Regions from separate parts of the Mus musculus genome. Here region 1 is linked to region 2. The links are chromatin contacts, called in public promoter capture Hi-C maps. All regions are on one chromosome and are shown on one strand. The core of a region is the stretch at or near the end of the contact, and the rest is flanking DNA. Distances in the headings are between cores, read along the strand shown.

Evidence for each region. Promoter capture Hi-C pulls out the DNA fragments that hold promoters and counts their contacts.
Region 1: a promoter capture Hi-C map of liver shows a contact between it and region 2, with 4 times the contacts expected there. The contact joins the enhancer-like site here to the promoter of Msrb1 in region 2. A contact is called at or near these places in 28 of 39 promoter capture datasets (the 3T3-L1 cell line, 3T3-L1-derived adipocytes, the C10 cell line and 18 more), 7 of 15 datasets of contacts at CTCF or cohesin (the G1E-ER4 cell line, embryonic stem cells, hippocampal excitatory neurons and 3 more), 212 of 484 Hi-C or Micro-C datasets (the 3T3-L1 cell line, 3T3-L1-derived adipocytes, the 63-12 cell line and 114 more), 43 of 115 datasets of contacts at active chromatin or transcription factors (the 230-238 cell line, the HPC-7 cell line, the NIH/3T3 cell line and 27 more) and 5 of 9 other capture datasets (adipose tissue, bone marrow-derived macrophages, embryonic stem cells and 2 more).

The regions. Positions count from the first base shown.
Region 1 is chr17:24,820,181-24,824,272 of GRCm38.p6, reverse strand. Meiob (meiosis specific with OB domains) reads right to left here. Exons shown (of 14, transcript NM_029197.1): 6 at 546-741. Among named protein-coding and RNA genes, the nearest start is that of Meiob, 18 kb to the right of the region's middle. Within about 2 kb of position 2,487, at least 14 of the 459 cell types and tissues checked have an H3K27ac peak or open chromatin away from gene starts, as enhancers often do. A contact at or near this core is called in the MC38 cell line, adipose tissue, beige adipocytes and 4 more, where this site is marked.
Region 2 is chr17:24,734,122-24,738,324 of GRCm38.p6, reverse strand. It overlaps Msrb1 (methionine sulfoxide reductase B1), which reads right to left and starts at 1,732. Exons shown (of 5, transcript NM_013759.3): 1 at 1,563-1,732. The coding sequence starts at 1,617. It overlaps Rpl3l (ribosomal protein L3-like), which reads right to left. Exons shown (of 10, transcript NM_001163945.2): 8 at 2,813-2,908; 9 at 2,484-2,603; 10 at 2,182-2,325. The coding sequence ends at 2,269.

The sequences.
Region 1 (4,092 bases), core at 1,238-3,737, 85 kb before region 2:
CCCAGCTTTTATATAGATAATGGAACATTTTTAAGTACAATAGTGCCTGTTGCAATTAGCAATCAGGAATGATTTTATTGTGTTAGTGATCCACAGATAAAATGCTAATTTCCTTTTAGTGAGAAGTGTTATTTTGTTTTTTCTTTTCTTTCTTTCTTTCTTTCTTTCTTTCTTTCTTTCTTTCTTTCTTTCTTTCTTTCTTTCTTTTTTTTTTTTTGTTTTTTTTTTTTGTTTTTCGAGACAGGGTTTCTCTGTGCAGTCCTGGCTGTCCTGGAACTCACAGAAACTCACAGAAATCCGCCTGCCTCTACAGAAATCCACCTGCCTCTGCTTCCTGAGTGCTGAGTGCTGGGATCACAGGCATGCACCACCACTGTCCTGCTTGAGAAGTGTTATTTTCTTAATTCAACTTACTACCAAGATAAAGAGGGATAATGCCCCAGCTGGTGTTTATGGCATTCTAACACAAGTCAGGTAACTGAGAGAGCCATGCCAAATTGTAGGGAGCTTTGCTACGGTTTTGATTTACTGATTTCCTTACTTACCGATCTCACAGCTGCAAGCACATTAATAATCCTCCCATCAAGACTGTGTCCATTTGCAACAATGTCAGCCAATGAATAATAATCTCGAGATTCTTTAACAGGCAAGTGTATCAAAGAAAGTAACTTGGTATCCACTTCATAAGGGGAGCAAACTTTTACCATTGAGTGATTCTCACTGAGCAATAGTTTATAGTTGCTAAATGAGGAAAACACAACAAGTCAGCATATTATTATTAATAAAAAATACTTTGGTTCACATTCAATTATATAGCTACGTGTGGTGGCCCACTCTTATCATCCCAGCATTTGGCAGTCATATGAAGTTCTGACACATATTCAAGGTCACCAATGTATAGGTAAGGAATTTCAGACTACCCTGAGTTATAATACTAGACCATTTAAAAAACCAAAACAAAATCATATTCAATTACTTTTTCTGTAATTTAGACTGTATTAAGAAATATATATATATTTTTTTAAAGATGTATTTATTTATTTATTTAGTGTATATGAGTACATTGCTGCTCTCTTCAGACACATCAGAAGAGGGCGTTACAGATGGTTTGAGCCACCATGTGGATGCTTGGAATTGAACTCGGGACCTCTGGAAGAGCAGTCAGTGCTCTTAACTGCTGAGCCATCTCTCTAGCCCAGAAAGTTATATTTTTAATATTAAATTTTTGTACAATATTTATTTTCTGTGTATGAAGGTTTTGCCTAAATCTATGCCTGTGTACAATATGAATGTAGTACCTGTAGAGTCCCAAAAATAGCATCAGATCCCTTGGAGCTAGAGTTACAAATGCCTGTGAGCTGGGAATTGGACCTGGGACCTCAGGAAGAGCTGAGCCATCTTTCCAGCCCCTATATTTTTTACTCTTAAAACATCAAATAATGGTATAAAATGTTTTTCTCCATAATGAATTTTATATCAGTCTTTAAATATTTCTTCATTGAAATAATGTTCTTTTAATTAAGAACATATATTGAGAACTTTTTTCTGTGAGTTCTAATCATACTAGTTGTAGGTTCTTGCCCAAGACCTGAAGCTGTAGTCTTCTTTTCTGTTAAACAGGGCATGAAAATACTCTAAAACTTCAGATTATAAAAAACAGAGGCCCCATTGTTTCTTTTTTTAAATTTATTTATTTTATTCTGTGTGTATATTTTTTTTGGCCTGCCTATCTGTGTACCTCATGTGTGCCTTCTACCAGTAGAATTCAGAAAAGAGTATCAGACTCTGTGAACTGGAAGTGCATGGCTGTGAGCCCCAATGCAGGATCTGGGAACTGAACTCAGGTCTTCTGAAACCAGTTCCCTTAACCACTGAGCCATCTGTGTAGCCCCATATGAAGACCTTGACCTTGGCATTATTATCACCAGGTTTCTGACCATTGTTATTTCTTCTATGATGCTGATTGCTTTATCTATGTGCCTGAAGTCAAGAACTCTGTTTGCTTACTTTGTATTGCTAATACATGAAGCAGATTCAGAGTTTTAGAGTGTGGAAGACTCCAGTGATGTTCCCCTTTCCTGGTACCCAAACCTCTCACAAAGCCTCCTTCACAGAGCTCTTTGCCTTAGTTATTCACGATATCATGCCTCCAGTCCTGGCCCTGGTCCCCTGACTCATCTCCTCGGGGACTCATCCTTCACATTACAGTCAACTTGGTCTTCCTAAGCAGGATATTATTTTCCAGCTAAAAGACTTCCTGTTCCTTACTTCTCCCTGAGAAGTGAACATCACTAAGAAGTGTCTCTGCTCCTCCCTTTCCTCACTGCTCTGGAGTCCAGCTATGCCAGGTTATTAGGCTATGAAATTGCTATTTTAGGTGAATATTTGTTAAATGTCAGCAGTTTGCTGTTGCTCAACCTAAAAGTTAATTATTCAAGATATTCTGGAAAATGCCAAGAGGTTTCACATTTGTTGGGTCTACCAAACATGTCCCTCCCACCTCCCATACATATTTACTAAAAATCAATTATGTGACTGTCTCTGATCTAGGCATGGGTAGAACATGATACAAAATACACTTAATCTCATAAGCTCATATATGTGAGCAGGAATCATAAAAAATTCAAGTCATCTCAGAATGTGATCTGGATTCCAACACTAAGAGTAGGGAGAAAGTCCTGCTGAGTGACTGGAAAGGTTAAATGAGTTAACATTCAACCTGAAGAATCAAACATTCAGGTAGATAGGAGAATGTTCTGTGCAGAGGGACTGGAAAGTAGAACGGATCTTAGGGCAGAGTGAGTCCAGGTGTTCATAAAAAGGAAAATTCTCAGTGGCTGCAAAGAGACAAGAGCCATTTATAGACCAGCATGGAGTTAGCTGGCACAGAATTGCCCCTGGACAGAATCACCTTGGAAGTAAGGCTTCCTCTCTCATTCCCTACCCCATCCTGATAAGAAATGAACTACAGGCAATGGATAATTTAGGATACAAAAGCTCTGACCCTCTGCATAAGGCCATGCTCCAAGAAGAGCACACTCCAGAGCTTGCTTCCTCCTGAGCTCCAGCAACAGCCGATCCCCAACCCCATCCTTGCAGGGTTCTCCTAAGAGCCCTCCCTCAATAGGCCACTCGGAAAGAATTTTTCTATCAAGTTCTCCCTCCAGGGAACCTGACCTAAGACAAAGGGCATGTGAGAGGATTAAAAGCCGGATACAATATTATGTACTGCCAGTGTTTATCTTTGTTTAGATATTTTTTAAATATTTATTTTTGTGTGTATTTGTTTTCATCTATGGAAGTCTATGCCATTTGTTTTTGTGGTGTGCAGAAAGGCCAGAAGAGGGTGTTAGCGTCCCTGGACCTATCTGCCTAATAGGAATGCTAGAACTGGATGCAGGTCTTCTGCAAGGGCAGCAAGTGCTCTTAATTGTTGAGCCATCTTTCCAGCCCTTCTAATTGTTTAGTTTTATTCTAACTAGAGTCTTGTTTTTACAAACCTAAGCATTCAGACTCCATATCTGAAGATTCTGCATCCACAAACCCAAACAATCATGTATCAAATTTAAAAAAAAAACCACTATAACTAATACAAATACAGCATAACTACTCACATGGCACTCATATGACATTAGGTGTTATAGGTAACAATGATTTCAAATATAGAGGAAGTTGTGCTTAAGTTGTATGTAAGGAATTTGAGCACCCATGGATTTTGGTAGCCTGGAAGACTTTTTTATTTAACCCTACACAGATACCAAGAGAAAATTAGCTTTTTGTGATTATAAAAATTATAAATTATGTCATTATCTTAAAGATAAATATTCTGGGCTAGTGAGATTGCTCATCGGGTAAGAGCACTGACCTCTCTTCCAGAGGCCCTGAGTTCAAATCCCAACAACCACATGGTGGCTCAAATCCATCTGTAATGAGATCTTACACCCTTTTCTGGTATGTCTGGAGACAGCTACAGTGTACTTATGAATAATAATAAATAAATCTTTGGGCCAGAGCAAGCAGGGAATGAGCGAGCAGAGTTGACCAGAGTGAGCAGAGGTCCAAAAAAAAAATTAAATTTCCAACAACCATATG
Region 2 (4,203 bases), core at 483-2,982:
TCTGCTCAGTTCCTGCCTCCAGGTTCTTACCTTGGTTTCCCTCAATGGTGGACAGTAACTTGTCAACTGAAATGAACTCCTTCCTCCCCAGATGGGTTTTGATCAGTGTTTTTATCACAACAGAGAAGTAAACTAGGCCAAGTTTTACACTGTAGTTCAGGCTAGCCTGAAACTATGTAATCCAGGCTGACCTCAAATTTCAGGCAATCCTTCTGCCTGAGCCTCCTATCCCCTGGCATTACAAATGAACCACCACACCTAGATAACATTTTCACTTACAGACAAGACAATGGAAGCCAGTGCTGCAGACACACAATACAGTACGTGGCCAAGAGAAAACTCCCAGAAGTCGGATAGTGGCCTCCCTTTACCCTTAGACAAGCTCCACACAGTAGGGCTCCTAACTGCCAGTGTAACCACTTGGTCCTCTTTCTCAAGTGGGCATCTCTGCTAGTCAACAGTCTTGGATACCATGGATATCAGCTCCGGTCTTAGGAACAGACTGGCCCTAGAGGACAGTCTTCCAAGCCAAATAGGGAACCCCAGAAAACAGCAGCTGGGAAGAAAGGTTTCAACCTGTCCCCAAAAGATCACATGAGTGGAAGGGGTAAGGATGGTTGCAAAACTGAATTACATAACTGTTTGAAAGACTTAAAAATGGGAACCTGCAGGGTACTGAATCATCGGTCACCCACCACTTGAGGACAGACACCCTGGAGTCTGAACTGTTCTTTCAACCTGTATCAGGAACTGGAGAGGAAGCAAAACTGAGTGAGTGTCTAGCTTGCCAGGGTAGCCTGAGGGCAACTGGAGTGTTGTAGCCAAAAAGAATTCAAGGGAGGTCTCTTCCCAGCAACCCTGTATTACAACAACTGGCTTATAGAGGTGCCCATTGTCACAGCCCTGCCCTCTAGAGGACTGACATCTAACAAACAGATCCTGCCCCTGGAACGCCAGTGCCATAGTTTTTACCAAATTAGTCCAGATCAGCAGAACCCAGCAAGAAGGGAGCCAAGCAACGTCTCTCACAGTACTGGTCAAACTTCATTTATGCTGGCAAGAACCCATTGACAACCAACGCAGAGGACGGAGAGACATCTGGGACAGCACATTCCGGATTGAACAGCAAGTGCAGAGCTTGTCCGCTCATCCAAGCAAATCAGGGGTTGCAGGCGGGGGGGTGGGGTGGGCGAGGGGGTACATTGTCAGGGCAAATTCCAACACTGACCTTGGACCACATACCACCATCATTCCGCTCTAAAGTTCAGACCACTCTGACACCATCCGGTGGCATCACCCTTACGCATCTGGCCCAGAGAATCCCCCAGAGAGATCTACATTTGAAGTTCAAGGCCTGTCCCCCTCGAGAACAGAGTCTACCGGAATGTCCCTTCTCCTCTCAAGTCCTCCTGCTCCAGAATGCCCTGGCCACCCAGCTCCCCTCCTCCAAGTTCTTTTTTCCCAGGCTCGCTTCTCCTCGGCAACCACACTAGCCCAGTCCCGGTTCGGGAACTCCACAGCTCCCCAGGAGGCAATGTATGCTTTAATGCCACGGGGTGTACCTGGCTCGAAGTGATTCTGGAAAACCTCGCCTCCGAAGAAGCTGCAGAACGACATGGTCGCGACGGGACAGGCAAAAGCTCCCAGCCAGGTCCGGGTAAAACCCTAAGATCTGGACTCAAACCCGACCCAGTCCCAATAACCAATCACTTTCCGATTCGCCATAAGCCCCGCCCCTAGAGGGGACCAGTCACTCTTGGATTCCCCACGGCCGCCTCCTAGCAGCCCCGCCCTCAAGGAGTCTCTCCTCCCATAGGCCCTAAACCCCACCCATCCAGCCAAGTTTACCCAGAGATCACGTCCTTACTTCCGCCTCTAGAAGGCCCCGCCCAGGGAGCCGCTCCCAGGAAGCTTAGCTGTTAAGATGAAGGCCAAACCTATGCTAAGCTCCAGTACAGCGGCTAGGCTATAAACATTGGTACTAGCCAATGGTAGCTACTACTAATACCATTGTGCAACTGGCGTGGAGGCGCATCTACCCAGCTGTATCTATAGCCCTCTTATCTGGCGCTAAACCTTGCGCCCGCGTCTGGGATCACCCAACCTCCGACCCAGGCTTAAGATCTACATCAAGCCTCCCAGGGAATGTGGAAGAGAGACAGACACACAGAGACAGACAGAGAGAGTTGCCTCAGGACTTTATTGAACAAAAAGGACCGGACAGATAGCAAGAGTGCTACATCCCAGGTGTGCTCCATTCCAGACATCTTACATGTTTCCCAAGGTCTCCGGCTTCTCTTTCTCCAGATGTTTCTTTTGGGGACCCTGGTTAAGGTGAGGAGACAAGATGAGAGTTAGTCAGGAGAGTCAGTCAAGAAATACTACCTACGGCCAGTGCCAGGGCCACCTAGGGCCTGCTCTACTGGTTTGCTAAAAAGGCCCCTTCTTCTAGTTCCTCTCTGGAACAAGTGGGACTAGCTCACCATGAAGGCCCTCTTCTCCTGCGCTGTCTGAAAACATCCGTGGCCAAACTTAGAAGTGGTGTCAATGAACTTGAGCTCAATATTCTCCAGGGCCCTGCGGCTGTGGTGCACCAGAAGGGACTGGGTATCCAAGAGAGAAGAGATGTCAAGGACAGAGGGCCCCGACTCCTCCTGTGACCTCCAGTTCACACCAAGGAGGACTCAGTCAATCCCTCGCTCTTGCCAGACCCCCTTCCTTTACTCTCCCACCACACAACCCACCACAGAGCACGCTAAAGGACAGAACAGGCCACTGGAGTCCACTCCCCAGCTTGCCAAGCAGCACTGACCTTTCTCAGAGTGATCACTCGCTTCTTGGTACCTGCAATGCAGCCCTTTAACATGATGAAGTCATTGTTCACTTCCCCATAGTGGGGGAAGCCACCCTACAGGGAGACAGACCACACCAAGCCAGGAACAGGGCAGCCAAGTTAGGAGGCTGTAGTGGGAGGGAGCCCTATGCGCAGACCCCAGGGTGCAGGGACAATACCTTCCCACTGGGTCACTCCTCAGGGGGCAGTAACATCTCAACTGAATACTAAGTATCTTTCCTGTGTCATCTCATTTAACAATATGCCTTTTTGTGGGCACACTGATGCTCAGAAGTTTGGGTTTGCTGAGCACGGTGGTATACACTCGTAAATCCAGCACTTGAGAGGGGGATATGAGATCACTTTGAGTTGAAGGCCAGCTTGGGTACCAGAGAGAGCCTCACTAGAGAGCTCAGTTTGAAACATTCTAGACTAGCATGAGACCCTGTGTTCCATCCTGAGCACTACCTTAATAAACGGCTTTAGCCGAGTGGTACTGACACACCTTTAATCTCAGCACTTGGGAGGCAGAAGATGGAGGATTGTTTGAGTTCAAGGCCACCCTGGTTTACAAAGCAAGTTCCAGGATAGCCAGTGCTATACATAAAAACAACAAAACAGGGTATCGTGGCATAAGCTCTCAGCACTCAGATGGTAGAAAAAGGAGAATCAGAGGCTAGAGAGATGGCTCACTGACTGTCCTTCCAGAGGTCCTGGGTTCAATTCTCAGCAAACACATGGTGGCTCACAACCACTGTAATGAGATCTGGTGCCCTCTTCTGGCCTGCTACATGCAGCAGAACACTGTATACATAGTAAATCTTTTCCCAGAACACTGTATACATAATAAATAAATCTTTCTTTTTAAAAAAAGGAAAGGAAGAGGAGAATTTTCAAGATCATTCTCAGCCATATAGGGAGCTGGAGCCCAACCTGGGTTACATGAAATGCTGTATGTATTTTGTTGTTGTTTTTGTTGTTTTTTGTTTTTCGAGACAGGGTTTCTCTGTGTAGCCCTAGCTGTCCTGGAACTCACTTTGTAGACCAGGCTCGCCTCCAACTCAGAAATCCGCCTGCTTCTGCCTTCCTAGTGCTGTGATTAAAGGCATGTGCCACCACGCCCAACCCTGTATGTATTTTTTTAAAAAGAGCAGACACATGCTTCAAACTCCGCAGCTACTTCCTTCTGGCCCTGGACTCACTCCTGAGACCCCATACTCTATGGGCACAGAATACCAGCCCCTCACAGTGATTATGAGCGTGCAGGAGCAGGTGAGAACTGACGCTTTCAAGTGTGCGAGAGCTCTCCCAGTACCTCCCTCCTGCCAGGACCTGGGGCCTATTCTGTGTGGGGGGCAACATCCAGTTGT